Regions from separate parts of the Mus musculus genome. Here region 2 is linked to region 1. The links are chromatin contacts, called in public Hi-C maps. All regions are on one chromosome and are shown on one strand. Each heading gives the region's core, a stretch centred on a gene start, on an enhancer-like site or on the middle of the called end of the contact. The rest is flanking DNA. Distances are from core to core; before and after follow the strand shown.

Region 1 (3,418 bases), core at 293-2,792:
TAGCCCAGGCTGACCCCAAATTTAACAATCCTGCCTCAGCCTTCAGGGCACCAAGATGCAATTTTAATAGATAAAAGTAACCATGCGGTCATTATTAGCAAGAGGTTTATTAAAAACACTAACAATCGCTGCTTAATGTCAGACCTCTCTAAAGTGGTTCTCACTCATTTCTGCTAGGACTCATTCTCTGGCACAAAAGCAGCAAGACAGGGAGCTACTGGCACTCACTCCGCAGGGAGGCAGGTTCATTGTCTGGTCCCAGCTTCCACCTGGCAGAAACTGGATGTACTGCTGAGAAATCAGCTCGACTCATTAGCATGTCTTTATTCTACCAAGAGAGAATGGGACCCTGTCCAATTCTGACACCTCACTCACTACTCCCGCATCAAAATCCACACCAGGTCCTCAAGCCAGAGGGAAGGTGGTAGACACGAGTCCCGGGGGTCTTGAGATCAGCAAGCAAAAAAAAATTTTTTTTAGATAAAGGTGATGATAAAGGACATGTAGCTGGGTCACTCGCCAGCAGCTTGAACAGCAGTCCTCACTCAAGTGGACTACTTTCTCATCTGCTGTCAAAACTCTCCTGCAATGCTGATGCTGATGGAGGCATTGACTGTTTCAAGTGACAGTGTACGACAGAAAACACTTTTGCTCTGTCTCCAGCCATCTCCTTGACAGAAACTAGGAAAGGGGCAATCCAAGTGACTCTTGTCAGATTCCTACACATCTCTGTTAACTTAGTTTCTCCCCCAATCCCCGCCCTGATAGTCTCCAGAAAAGCGAAGAACTGCTTAAGCAAGTTCGTCCTCCCGCACTACTCCTCACGCTCGCAGAAACGCACTTCTAGCTGTCCCAAGGGACATGGATGCGACAGCCCGGGGACAACACCTGGCACAGGTGCCTGTCAGGGATGCCTCTCCAACCCGCAGCCGCTGCAACGCCGCATCCCCGGCGGCGCGCGTCCCTGTCGCAGAGCAGATTACCACGGAGGACGCGAGCGGTGACCTCGGTGACCCTGCAGGCACCTGCAGTCCTCCGCGTGGCGTCGCCGAGGCCCGGGATGGGGAGCGCCCCCCGCCCTGCATCCCGAAGACCTCCCCCGCTCCGCGGCCGACTCGGGGCCGCCCGGGCCACCGCGTTGCCCGCCCGCAGCATCCGACGCGCGGCCTCCCCTCCGCCCGGCCCGTGGCGCGCGCCCGGCCCTCACCGGACTTGGGCGGGTAGCGGTACACGGAATTGGACGGGATGTCCACCTCCTCCACGCCCGCGTGCTGCCGGCTCGTCAGGGCCCCCATGGCCGCTGCGATCGCGGCGTCGCCCGGGCTCCGGCGTCCGAGCCTCAGCGCGCCGGCCGGCCGCACGCCCGGTGCGGGGGTCGGCTGCCCGCCGCGGCCCGCTCGGCTGAGGCGCTGCTGCGGCTGAGGCTGCGGGGAGCGGCCCGCACGGCGCGCACCATCCTCCGCCGGGCACCGCGGCGGCGCCTCTGCCTGAGGGGGCTGCGGGGCTGAGCCCGGGGGCGCCGCCGCCGCCTCAGACCGCGTGATGTCAGCGGCGGCTAGCGCGCGGGGGGACCGCGGCGGCCTCAGCCAATGGGACGGCGGGGCGGGAGCGCCCGCGGGCCGGCCAGCCAATAGGAAACGAGCTGCGGTGGGCGCCCGCGGCGCGTGCTTCGCGCGGAGGTTGCGGCGCGGATGCGGCCTGGGGCTCGGCGGCAGCGACGGGCAAGGGTCTGAGTCTCCCGGAGCTGCTCGGCCACGGCGGGTGGAAGAAGCATGGTCCCCGCCGCACCCGAGCGGTGTCCCGGTGGGATTATTGCTCCGGGTGCGCCTCCCCCGTGGCACCGGGGAGGCCTGCCTCGAGCTCGCGCGTCTTTGTCCCTGAATCCCACAGCGAGCCGCCCCGCCCTGGCAGCCAGAGCCCCGCCTCCTCCGCGTCTGTCGAGGTCATAGCCCAGGGGCGAGCATCCACATCCCTCATGCCCCTACCGCCTGAACCCCAAGTGCTCTGCCAACCTCACATCCCAAATGTCACCAAGACTGCATAGGGGATGTTGGGATGGTCAGCTAAGATGTGGCCATCCCTCCGTAAATGCTGTTTGTAACCTCCTTCCTGGGACAGCTCGGGTAGCCTTTAGGGTTTGGATTGGTAGGCATTAACTCAAGATAGTCACTCTGAGCCTGTCCCTTGTGAACTGTTCTCTGGAGACACTGGAAAGAGCCTTGTGTGGCCTATCAGTGAACAGTCCTCGAATCAAAAAGGGAATTTGATAGGGCAGATCTAGGACTTCCCTACACACACACACACACACACACACACACACACACACACACACAGTGGGCAGGCAGAAGACGTCATTGCTCAGTTAATTACAGACATTTATGTATTTGTGGGTATGATGAGGTTTTGGGGATTTTTTTGTTTTGTTTTTGTTTCTCTGGGGGGAGACTGATCAAGGTTCCGAACTGTTTCAGCATGACGTCAACTTTCAACAACATACACAGTAGTTTGGGGTGACTGATTCCCTTCTTTAGGTTTGTAAAACTGTTTTGTAGATCTGTCTGTCTCCTGATCTCTTCTCTTCTCTTCTCTTCTCTTCTCTTCTCTTCTCTTCTCTTCTCTCACCCCCCCGCCCCCCCCCGTGTGTGTGTGTGTGTGTGTGTGTGTGTGTGTGTGTGTGGTTTGCAGGGGTTGGTGTGGTTTAAGTTTTGTTGTTGATGTTAACATTTTATTTGTGTGTTGGCAGGGGGGGGTTCCTCTCCTGTATCGCCAGGTGATTTTAGAGGTCAAAGGACAACTTGCAGAAGTGTTTTCTCTTCAACTGTGTGGATTCTAGGGATATATCTCAGTTCCTCGGCTCCCCCTCCACCTTGAGACCAGATCTCATGTAGCTCTCGTTGACCCAGAACTTCTTGTAACCAATGTGGCCTTGAATTTCTGAGTCTCCTGCCTCTGCCTCCCAAGAGTATTTTGCATTTTCATTCACCTGAATTTAACTGACTCTGTGTTAAAGTTACTTATGAAAAATTGCCTTGGTTTTCCCCCAAGGTCCCCTGGAAGCCAGGCACCCACTCCTATCATGCACATCGGGTGATAATGAGGGAGGCCAAGTCCCTGCTCCAGACACCCTCATCCAGGTCACAGGGCTCACCTGAATTTGGAGCTCTCCCTGCAGCCCCCCAGCCCTAACCATTAGGCTTCCAGAGGTATCTTAGGGGAGAGCTGTAGCCTCCCTCTATTTTCCTTTCTCTACACACAGATCCTTCCTCACAGGTGCCAGGTGACTGCGTGTGGCTCCAGCCTTTGGGAAGTGGAGAAAGCTGGATCAAGAACTCCAGACTGCATAATGAGCTAGCTCAGGCCACATGAAACCTTGGAGCGTATAAAACAGCAAAAACCACAGACTTGCAGACAAAAGTGA
Region 2 (3,418 bases), core at 488-2,987, 1.4 Mb after region 1:
ACCGAGGTCTCAGCCCCACCAGCAGGAGAATCAGCACACAGTAATTAAGGGTACATAGTTTTGATGGTTTCCAGACTGGCAGCTGGAGGTAGCCTCACCGCCCGCCCACGTGGCACCGGGCCCCAAAGGTCACGTGACTCGTTCCTGCCTACCGGTAGGACCCGCCCATCCAAAACAGTGCCCTGTGCAAGCCAGCCTCAGACTCCACCCCAGCACTCCACCCTCAAGTCTGAGTAAAGTAGGCGTGTCCCACCCACTATTTGGATGTATACAACCCCTAGGTGGAGTCACTAATATTCCTCTTGAGTTTCTAAAGAGGGACGGCATTTCCACGTCCCGGGGTCACTTACCAGTCCCTAGCCTTCCCACGCGGGATTGAGTAATCGCCTCCTCCCAGCCTGGTTAACTGTTCTTTATCAGAGGCTGAGCAAACGAGTTACTGCCCGCTCCGCCCTGGGCGTGGTGTCTGTTTCTAAAGCTAGGGTTAAACTGCTTCCTGCTGTGCCAAGACAGTCAAAGACCTTTCTATTTCACAGATGAGGAAATTGAACCCGAGAAAGTGTCACCAGCCTCCAGGTGTCACCAGCTGGAGCAAGGAACCTGGCCACCAAGATGCTCCATAGAACCGCTTCCCCCAAGTTACAGACAGGGTGACCGGTGACCGTGAGAAGTAGAAGGGAAAAACAAGTCCCCTCCTACACACGAAGGTTAACAGACCCCAGGAAACGTGTGGGATACCGGAAGGAGATGAAGCCTGAGGGGGGAGGGCGACGCTTCTTCGCAGCTGTCTCTCCGTGCCTGGGTGGGTTTACCAAGCGGCGCCTTGGCACCGGAAGTCTTGGTCTGCAGACCCAGCCCTCCTCAGCCCCTAGTTGACTCCTTGCTCTTACTCTGAATTTTGCACGACTTTGGCCCAATTTGAAAGCCATTTCCTGGGGCGCCTTCCTGTGTGAACTTGTTGGGAGTACAGAGCCTGTGGGCAGGGACACAGGCGGAGACTCAGAATCCAGAGCTGAGACAACAAGGTTTTAAAAGAGGTGAACAGGGAGGAAAGGCTAGGGCTCCCAGAACTGGGAACTGGCCAAGATGACTCCTAAAGGTCTAGTCAGTGGATGACGAGTGACGTGCTTGAAGAAGCTGCTTCCTCAGCTCTTAGGTTGGGCTTGGTGCCAGAGCCTGGCCAGGGCATAGCAACAGGGAGGGCAGTGCCTGCCCTTAAGGCGGTCAGTTCAAAAATAACCTGCCAGCCAGTCATAGTGACACAGGCCTTTCTTTAATCCCAGCCTTGGGCAAGTGTCTCTGTGAGTTCAAGGCCAGCCTGCTCTACATGATGAATTCCAAGACAATCAGAGTTACACAGTGAGACCCTGTCTTGAAATAGAACAAAAAGCAAAGAACAAAGCGCCAGGGATCCGGAGAGGCAGCAGCTCCAGTGCTGAGACCATCCACCCATCACTAGCCTGCTCTCTGGGGCGACTGCGGACCGCAGATAAGGGTCCCCGCACCAGGACACGCCTAAGGGCTGGCGGCCAGGAAGGGGGCTTGCAGGAGTGGGAGCACAGAAAAGCAGGTCGGCCTGGTGCCACCCGCGCCTCTCACCTGTGCCCGTGACCCTCCAGGTCGGGAAGTGCACGCAGAGGCAGAGGAAACTGTGAGGAAGGAAGGCGGGAGTGGGTGGAGGGGAGGAGACGCGGTGGGCCCCCACCCCCGGGGTTCCTGTCACGTGACCCCCACCCCACTCCCTCACCACCCTGCCTGGTGTGTCAAGAGCTGGTCTTAGGAGGGGGCTCTTCGGGGAGCTTGGTCCCTTGCCTCTTTGTGAGCTGCTTGCCTTGTGACAATAAGGACGGTGAGAGGGGGAAGAAGGCCAGGGCTATTGCTTCCTTCCGGATGGTTTGGGGGGGGGGGTGTCTTTTCTTTTCTCATGATTGGGGATGTAGCCACGCCTTCTATTCTGGGTCCCTTGAGAAGACCAGAGCAGACCCAGCCTGGACAAAACACACAGAATGGGGCGGGCAGTGACGGTGCTCGCCTTTAATCCCAGCACTTGGGAGTCAGAGACAAGCAGATTTCTGAGTTCAAGGCCAGCCTGGTCTACAGAGTGAATTCTAGGACAGCCAGGGCTACACAGAGAAACCCTGTCTCAAAAAAACAAAACAAACACACACAGAGAGAACGGAGCCCTAGTACATCCAGAGCTGGGGTGTTGCAGGAAGCTAAATTCTAGGAGCTGTCGGGGGTTCGGGACAGGAGTGACCTCCCAAAAGCCAATCAGCACATGGGAAAAGATTGTGTTTTTCTAAAGCGTAAGGTAAGGTTTAGGACAGACAGCCTTTGCCCGCGGCTTCTCTCTCCTCATATCCTGGAGGCCTTTCACCGTGCTTGGCAGTTGAAGACTAAGGCCTTGGTCAGTGGGTCTGTTTGAGAGGTGGAGTGGGGCAGCCCCGGCTTCGACCACAGCAGGCTTCTTTTCACTGTGGACACTGGCAGGGCCAAGGTGGAGCTCCTGCGAGCAAGGATCTTGCCTGTCTGTCCCGCGCGCCCACTGGGATGTTTCGCCAGTGGTCGGTGCAGTCAGGACCAGCCCCACGAAGGCCTGAATCCCAGGCGGCCTCGGAGGAGCTGTGGGAGCAAGAAGTGGAGCGGCTATGCGCCTCCCGGACGCCTGTGCGGATGCTGCCTTACGCCATGGCAGACAAGCGCTTCATCCGGTGGGTGCCGCTCGGCTACTCTGGACGAGCTGCGCAGGGGTGGGGTGGGGGTGGGGGGCCTCCGGAGGATGCATCTGTCAGATGGATTACTCAAGGGCGCCCCCCTGTCACCACGGTCCTGCAGGGAACTGCGGGAGCCCGAGGGAGTGAAGACCACCTTCTGGCAGCGGTGGCATCGCCCGAGGCGGGTGGCGCGACAACACCTGAGGGAGGCAGAGCAACGGCTGGCCCGCGGCTTCGGTCTCTGGGAGGGAGCTCTCTACGAGATTGGGGGTAGGATCCCATGCCGACCCATATTTCCCACCTTCCTCATCAGCCCCTCCATCCTTGTACACCCCTCGGATTCCTCCTGTGCACACCTAGCTGGGTTACATACAGATCTCTGGAGGGCTGTGGGGGCGCGCGGAGCCCTAATTTTGCCCTGGGCTGGTCCATATTGCCACACATCACACAGCCCTGGGATTCTCAACGTGGCTGACTCTCCCTGTTTTCTCTCGTAGGCCTCTTCGGAACCGGGATCCAGTCCTACTTCACTTTCCTTCGCTTCCTGCTGCTGCTCAACCTGCTGACCATGCTGCTGACTGCCTGCTTTGTGCTGCTGCCCCTGGTCTGGCTCCGCCCCCCTGAGCTAGGCCCTGCCCTGAAACTGAGTGAGTGCTGGCCCTGCCTGGGCAAGCTGCATGGGCTAGCTTTGGACTCTCCTCCAT

Evidence for each region. Hi-C and Micro-C count contacts between places; a contact is called where the count stands out from the background.
Region 2: a contact with region 1 is called in a Hi-C map of B cells, with 7 read pairs. The contact joins the promoter of Tmc8 here to the promoter of Rnf157 in region 1. A contact is called at or near these places in 1 of 39 promoter capture datasets (cranial neural crest) and 1 of 484 Hi-C or Micro-C datasets (B cells).

Annotation. Positions count from the first base shown.
Region 1 is chr11:116,411,490-116,414,907 of GRCm38.p6, forward strand. It overlaps Rnf157 (ring finger protein 157), which reads right to left and starts at 1,543. Exons shown (of 19, transcript NM_027258.1): 1 at 1,208-1,543. The coding sequence starts at 1,295.
Region 2 is chr11:117,780,560-117,783,977 of GRCm38.p6, forward strand. Tmc8 (transmembrane channel-like gene family 8) reads left to right here and starts at 1,738. Exons shown (of 16, transcript NM_181856.2): 1 at 1,738-1,849; 2 at 2,491-2,711; 3 at 2,836-2,984; 4 at 3,212-3,361. The coding sequence starts at 2,551. Gm11723 (a long non-coding RNA gene) reads right to left here. Exons shown (of 3, transcript XR_003949820.1): 3 at 2,096-2,914. Tmc6 (transmembrane channel-like gene family 6) reads right to left here and starts at 133. Exons shown (of 20, transcript NM_145439.3): 1 at 1-133.